Linked DNA regions of Mus musculus: region 2 is linked to region 1. A link is a contact called in public promoter capture Hi-C data. All regions are on one chromosome and are shown on one strand. The core of a region is the stretch at or near the end of the contact, and the rest is flanking DNA. Distances in the headings are between cores, read along the strand shown.

Region 1 (3,699 bases), core at 716-3,215:
TCCAGGATAGCCAAGGCTACACAGAGAAACCCTGTCTCGAAAAACAAACAAACAAACAAACAAAAGAGAGAGAGAGAAGGAATCAGACTCAGCTAAAGGGATTTCTTAATCCGGAAGCTGATTAAATACGTGTGCTCTGAAAACCCATCGAGACAAACGCCTATAGTACATCTATTTCCTGTCTGGATGAGTCTTTAAATATATCTATGTTTTACTACTAGAAGATTGCTGCTGGACTCTCGGGTCTTCTGAAATCTTGGATACATCACTAGAAATCTCAGTTTCCGTCTTTCATCTATGACAGCACAGGTCTGAATGAGAATTAAACCCACATATTTAATAAAAAGTGTGTCTAAAATTGCTTTTGGAGTATTTGAACTAAAGCAGTGAACAACAACAACGACTGTGCTCACACAGACTCTAGCCAACTCAAGGGCTACTAGGGGGAGGGGCTGAAATATACAACATCCTACTGTCATCGATGTTGCAGAAAGGAAGGGAAATGGAGCAGTTATGGTGTCAAGGGAGGCTTCACTAAAACTGTGAAATTAAAACTAAAAAAAAAACTAAAGTAGGTAAGGGAGTCAATGTGGGAAGAGGGAGCATACTCTAGCTTGAGAAATTGCGTAATTTACTGCACCTGAAAATACACGAATGCTAATCAGCGCTAGCTCTGATTTAAACAAACAAACAAACAAAAACATTATACTATGGGGACTTAAATGATAGTTTGAAGCCCAGCGGTTGTGGTGCACATCTTTAATTTCAGCACTCTGGAGGCAGAGGCAGGCGGACCTTTGTTGAGTTTGAGGCCAGTCTTGTTTGCGAAGCAAGTTCCAGGACAGCCAGCTCTACACAGGGAAACACTATCTCGAAAACATCAAAAAAGGAAGGGATGTTTAAAAAAAAAAAAAAAAGCAACAGCTTGACTCCAAGTGCTAGGGCTTCTTGAGATGTACTTTTCAATTTTGGTAGTTCCAAATTGGAGCTAGTGAACTTCTGTGACTACAGTACAAGGATAAAACTGGGGACTGACGAGATGGCTCAGAGGTTAAGTTTGGCTGCCCTTCTAGAGGACCAGGTTCAATTCCCAGCAACCACTAGCCCCCCCAACCATCTTTTATGATTCAACACCCTGTTCTGGCCTCGGAGGGCACCAGGTACGCACTACACATTTAAAAAAAAAAATAATAAGGGCTGGTGAGATGGCTCAGTGGGTAAGAGCACCCGACTGCTCTTCCGAAGGTCAGGAGTTCAAATCCCAGCAACCACATGGTGGCTCACAACCATCCGATCACGATATCTGACTCCCTCTTCTGGAGTGTCTGAAGACAGCTACAGTGTACTTACATATAATAAATAAATAAATCTTAAAAAAAAAATAATAATAATAAGGTGGAAAAACCACACAGATTTCTAAAAGGTAAAAACTGCCCTTAATTACACAGGATTTCTCAAGAGCTTAGGGGGAAAGTCCTGGGCGTCCACAAAAACCAAGTACCTTTTGCTTTCCTGGCCTGGCCAGTAGTTTTATTTTCCATATAACATATCTCAACCAATTGTGCATCCGCTAGCAACAGGAGAGACAGAAACAGACTAACAAATCAGTCGCCCTCCATAATGGATGAAGCAACACGTCCGTGACCCGGCAGACGGGGCCCGGAGGCCGGGGAGTGCTCGTCTGGAACCCGCTGTCAGTAGCAGCTACGAGGTCAGCAGTGGCAGACCAGCAAGACCGCGGCACGCACAGGGCGCCTGGCTGGTTCTGCTAGTGTCCGCCGGGGAGTAAGAGAGGAACCGGCAACACGGTACCACATCCCACCACCTCAGACACCCTCATACCCGCAGAAGGAACCCGCGGATCTCCCAGCTTACAAAAGCTCCATAAGCACCTTCCGCCCTCTAAGCAGTTCCGGTGGCGTCTCAGCTAAAATTCTCCTGCTGTCAATTTCCGCCCATCTGCCTAGGAACGGAAAGACGTCACGGAACTGCTGTGCGGCGCTTGCGCTCCACTCGGCCTTCTTAAAGGACTACCCTTTCCCGTCCTGGGCTGAACGAGGCAGGCTCGTGGACCAGTGACATCCAGAAATTAAGAGTTTTTTGAGACCCGGGAGGTCGCGGACCGGTGCTCCGCGGCTGTCATCATGGTAAGGAGGCCTCCTCGGACGCGGGCGACGAAGGGCCTGGGGTTAGCGTGGTTGGGCTGTCGGGGAGAGAGGACCGTGGTAGGCGGAACTGAGATGCCTTGGCGTGAGATGCAGCTTCTGGACCCGGAACACAAATCTTGGGATGAGACAAGAGTTCACTATAAAAGTCCTGATCTTGCTACCGTGGCGTCAGTGCCAACCTAATGGAATGCAGTTGAGACTTGTGATAATAACTTTATAGTCGCATCACACCGTTTTAATGCTCAGTATACTATATTCTTTGCAAAAAGCCAAACAGCGAATGAGTTGCGGAACAAAACATTCTCTTTATATATGAATTACCAGACCTGCCATTCTCATTATACTGGATGTTTCTCTTCAAAGTGGAATGCCATAAACCTTCTTTGTAGTTGCTGCAAAGTTTATGTGATAGCAGTTGAAAACAACACCCATAAGGGTTTTGTTACCTAGTTTTAATCTCTGAGCTGGGTTTTGTGCCTGTTTGTTTATTAGGTTGGTTGGTTTTGAGGGTTCAAATCTAACTAGATGCTGACTACAGTTTCATTGTTAACAATGAAACAATTTAAAACACAAATGGGATCCCATATAGTACTGACAACATGCAAAATAATACACCAACTTTGGAAGATAACACAGCAGTAGACAGTTTCCAAGCAAAGGTCTGAATTCATCTATATTTATTACAACTTTATTCCTAATCACCAATGGAAAAAAATGAACAGTCCAGATATACATCATATGGTAAATGGATAAAGAAATGAGTTTATATCCACACACTGGGATATGGCCAAGTGCTATAAAGTACTTAAGAGCTGGTAGACATAAATGGATATATTCTAGTTAAAAAAAGCCAGATGCAAAAGGATGTGTGTCCTGTAGATTCTACTCACTGGGCAGAGTAAACCATACAAATATAAGGTTGAAGATGGGAAAAGAAGACCTTAGAGTAGCACAAAGGAACATTCTGGGGTGGAAAAATCAATATGCCATCTTGAATATAATGGATACAGAAATTTATGATTGGGCAGGAATTACAACTACACACCCACAACTAAAATTGGCAAATCTTGTTTTATGTAAATTGTGTTTTAGAAAAATAACATTCTTTTTTTTTTTTTTTTTTTTTGGTTTTTCGAGACAGGGTTTCTCTTTTAGCTCTGGCTGTCCTGGAACTCACTCTGTAGACCAGGCTGGCCTCGAACTCAGAAATCCGCCTGCCTCTGCCTCCCGAGTGCTGGGATTAAAGGCGTGCGCCACCACGTCCGATTGAAAAATAACATTCTTTTTGGTTTTTCGAGACAGGGTTTCTCTGTGTAGCCCTGGCTGTCCTGGAACTCACTCTGTAGACCAGGCTGGCCTCCAACTCAGAAATCCGCCTGCCTCTGCCTCCCAAGTGCTGGGATTAAAGGTGTGTGCCACCACTGCCCGGCAAAATAACATTTTCTAATTTAAAAAGACCTGAAAGTAATTTACCTTATTATCTAAAGTAAAAAAAAAAGCATTAAATCCTGTAGTAATCTTATGTTTTTAG
Region 2 (3,699 bases), core at 508-3,007, 2.2 Mb before region 1:
ATCATACACCTCTGTATCTTTTTCATCATACACAAAATGAGGGATACCACCTATCAGCAGGGTGGTTAAGGCTCACTAATGCCTGTCTACGAATTATGGTACCCAGTAAGTTTCCTTCCCCTGTCCTTTTCACATACCTGTTGTTGCTCTATCTCAGTTCATTTTTCTTCTATCTTTTTGATCATTTGGGCTGTATTCTTTCATCCTATTTTAAGTAGACTATGTAGAAGTCTTAAAGTGTTGCATATACTGACTCATCTGTCATGAATTTGTACAAGCTGAGTACTTGAATTAGGGTATTTATACACTGATGTACTTATATTGCCTTCCTATAGCCTCCATCTGTGGTCTAATGCAGTGTCCAAAAAACTTCTGTAGAAATAAAAATGTTACATTTTAAATTGTCCAAGACAAAAGACATCAGCTACATGGATGTACTGACCACATAAAACACTAACTGCCGTGAAGAAACTTAGTTTTTAATCTTATTTATCTTCAACTTAAATTTAAATAGCTACAAGTACTAGCAACTACCAAGTTGGGATAGCTTCAGAGTATAAACTGCCAAAGTAAAGGTTCTCTCAAGTTGCTCTGTGTAGTTTCCATTCCTTTGTTACAATAGTTGCCCCAGCCATTATAAGCAACCAACTTACTCTCCTGTATCTACTAGTGTGGGTCTTATGAAACTTCAAAGAATTTACTACCAATCACAATTAAATATGCCAAATAGCTCTACAAAGCACTCTTAGTGCCAAATATTGTTCGTATCAATTTGTCAAATGTGTGATATGAAGTGTTCTTGCCAGGTAGTTCAAACACTTTATCTTTAGAAAACTCTTGAGGACAACTGTGGAGTTTTTAAATGGCTGTACACTTACAGGAGTGAGAGCAAGTGAGCATTGCTTCTCTTTTTGTGACTGGTGTTAAGGGAGTCTGATTGAAAACAAGCAGCATTGCAAACATCCAAGTGTGGTTAGTTCATTTTACTTCTGTTATCTGGCACATCTTCAAGGATTACGAGATTGTAAGCACTACAAACTCGGGTTTTGCAAAAACTTCAAAACGTATTTTCACCATTAGGTACCCTAAAAAGGCTTTGAGTGATTATGTGATTCAACTCAAGCCATCAAATCGCTCTGCTTGTTTACCTACTGGTGGAAAAAAAAAAAAAAAAAGAAATGTCAGGCAGAAGTTGTGGCCAAGGTCACCAGGTAAAGTGAGGCTAGTGTTGAAAAATTCTTTCAGGAGATGAAGACCAAGGGTTCGGGTCATCAAGTACAAGGCAGTGAGGGAAAACTTTTGCCTGATGACCCTCCAAAGAAATCTCAGGGGAAGAAAACTGTTCTAGCCCACGGAGTGAACATATTTGGGTTTTTCATGATCACCAAGAAGTCTACTAATTTAATACATTAAACTTGCAAGACATACGCAGAACCTCATGCTACAGCCTTCCCCTACTTTTCAAAAGTTTGGAATGGCGGGTACTAGCCTTAAAGAAGAGGGATTATTTTTCCTTTCTGGGTTACCAATACCCTAAACGGCTTCTCTAGCAACCGGATCCCAGACGCACTTATGCGCTTCCTGGAAGCCCATCACCCCCTTCCTTCAATAAACAGCGTGCTGGGAGGCCTAAATGGAGCTGCAGCTCCAAGGCAGCAGCCACCAACCTGCGAGGCAAAGGCGAGACGCGTCTAGTCGCCGAGCCAGGAGCATCCCACACCGCACCATGGGAGCCGCCATCTTGGAGCGCACCAAGTGGAAGGCGGGCGTGGGGGGACAGGCACAGAGCCCGCCTCCGCCGGAAGTGGTCCTACCACCTCAGAGGTCCCCCCTGCCCGGGTCCCGCAGATGGTGCAGCCCGGCCCGGAACAACATGGCTACAGTGTTTCGGCCCCTGGAACGCCTGCGGGTGCCGCGTCCTTCGCTGCATCCCGGGGTGACGGGCTCAGGCTCCGCCTGCTGCCGCTGCACTCTCGGAGGTACGAGCGGCCGCACGCCTGGAAGGAGGGAGGGTGGAAGAGAAGGGAGCGTGAGCCCACCGCGGCCTCTCTTTTTGGAGGAGGCTCGTGCGCCCTTTCCCTTTTGCTGCACGCGTGAGCAGCCCGGTTTGCTTCCGGACTGTGAACCCCTCTGCTCTGTGCCTGGAAAGCAAAGGGCAGCTAGGGACTGCACTTGCAAAGGTCCAAGTTGCTCTTCGAGAACATACCTCAGTCGTCGGGTGTCCTTTTCTGCAAGGTTTTGGTGCGGAGTTTAAGAGATGGGAACCCAAGCTGTGCTGCTTACATTCTCAAAGACTCGAGGCAGGCGTCCTCATCCCCCAAATTATTCCTTACCGCCTTTCTGAAGGCGTGACTGCTATTGATAATAAAATTATTATAATGTGGGCGCGCACACACACACATAGCATCCAGTGACAGAGGTACCCTTCTTCATTTACAGAATAGGAAGTAGACAAGGTTGTCACTCGCCCAAGGTCACAGGGAGCTGGCAGATGCTGTATTTGAACTAAAGACCCAGATCTGACAGCGTCACAGGACTGCCTTTTCATAAACAACTATTTTTGTTACTACCTTACTGTGTCAGATCTCAGTGCACGGTTCATCTGTTTTTATCTCATGCACAGCCAACGATGCAGAAGGGTACATTCCAGACTTGCTGATCTGTGGTCAGTGATTTCTGATCTAGGGTTACTGAGTCCAGATCTGAAAGGCTATCTTCAGTGCCGAAGTTTCAAAACTGGAAGTCATGATATAGCTTTTCCCAATATTTCATGTTTCTCCCAAAATAAACCAAGCAAAAGTGTGTGTGTGTGTGTGTGTGTGTGTGTGTGTAGGTGTCTGCAGTGTGTGTGTGTGTGTGTGTAGGTGTCTGCATTGCTAGCCCCCAACTAGATAGCAAATGCCCATTTGTTCTTCATAGCTCATCTTGTCAACCAGTCTTCACACTCCATCAATCCCTACCTCTTTCAAATGTAAGACTTGCATTCAATACTTGACTGGAGATGTTTGCTTCTCACCAGGGATATATAGTATTTGTACCTCTCTGGATGGATCCTTTAGAGGCAACCATGCTCTTATTTGCTGCGGGGGAGGGGGAGAGCAATCAAAATGACTTTATTTTCTTTTTCTACTTTTTAGCTAAAAGATACCTACTCACAGATAACATTGTGAAGTTAAAGGAATTTCAACATAAGAAGATAGCTATTGCATATAACCTACCTGGCACCAAAGGTAATATCTGTTTTATTAATTCTTTAATCGTCTGTCATTCATATTTCTCCTTTGTCTCTATTCACTCTTTCAAGACCTATCTCATAGAGAGAAAAAAGACAGAGTGACCATTAGTTTCCTCATCAACCCTTTCTCTCAGACTCTGGTACTTCAAGTCCATGGCTCTTCCTTTAGCCCTGCCCCTAGGAACCCCACGAAAATAGTGATATTAGCCCTGTGGCCAGTCATCTAGATCTCTGCTGCTCAGAATATGATTTGAGGACCATCATCAGCATCAATTGGGAGATCGATAGAGATAGACTTGGAAAGGCAGCAGATTGGAATAGACTACATAGTTCAAGAGTCCAGGCTTTCAAATGTTGATTAAGTATACCGTAGACCTGTGATATACTTGTAGGTCAGTAAGACCATGGTGTGGTAGTACATTTGGATTTTTCACACTTTAGAATCTAGGATTTACTTTGAAAAG

What was found. Promoter capture Hi-C pulls out the DNA fragments that hold promoters and counts their contacts.
Region 2: a promoter capture Hi-C map of liver shows a contact between it and region 1, with 2.8 times the contacts expected there. The contact joins the promoter of Mrps27 here to the promoter of Gfm2 in region 1. A contact is called at or near these places in 2 of 39 promoter capture datasets (liver and pre-B cells) and 1 of 484 Hi-C or Micro-C datasets (regulatory T cells).

The regions. Positions count from the first base shown.
Region 1 is chr13:97,136,203-97,139,901 of GRCm38.p6, reverse strand. It overlaps Gfm2 (G elongation factor, mitochondrial 2), which reads right to left and starts at 1,965. Exons shown (of 21, transcript NM_177266.5): 1 at 1,843-1,965. Nsa2 (NSA2 ribosome biogenesis homolog) reads left to right here and starts at 1,976. Exons shown (of 6, transcript NM_021552.5): 1 at 1,976-2,147. The coding sequence starts at 2,145.
Region 2 is chr13:99,342,844-99,346,542 of GRCm38.p6, reverse strand. Mrps27 (mitochondrial ribosomal protein S27) reads right to left here and starts at 1,757. Exons shown (of 11, transcript NM_173757.3): 1 at 1,668-1,757. The coding sequence starts at 1,740. It overlaps Ptcd2 (pentatricopeptide repeat domain 2), which reads left to right and starts at 1,865. Exons shown (of 10, transcript NM_026873.2): 1 at 1,865-1,979; 2 at 3,138-3,230. The coding sequence starts at 1,874.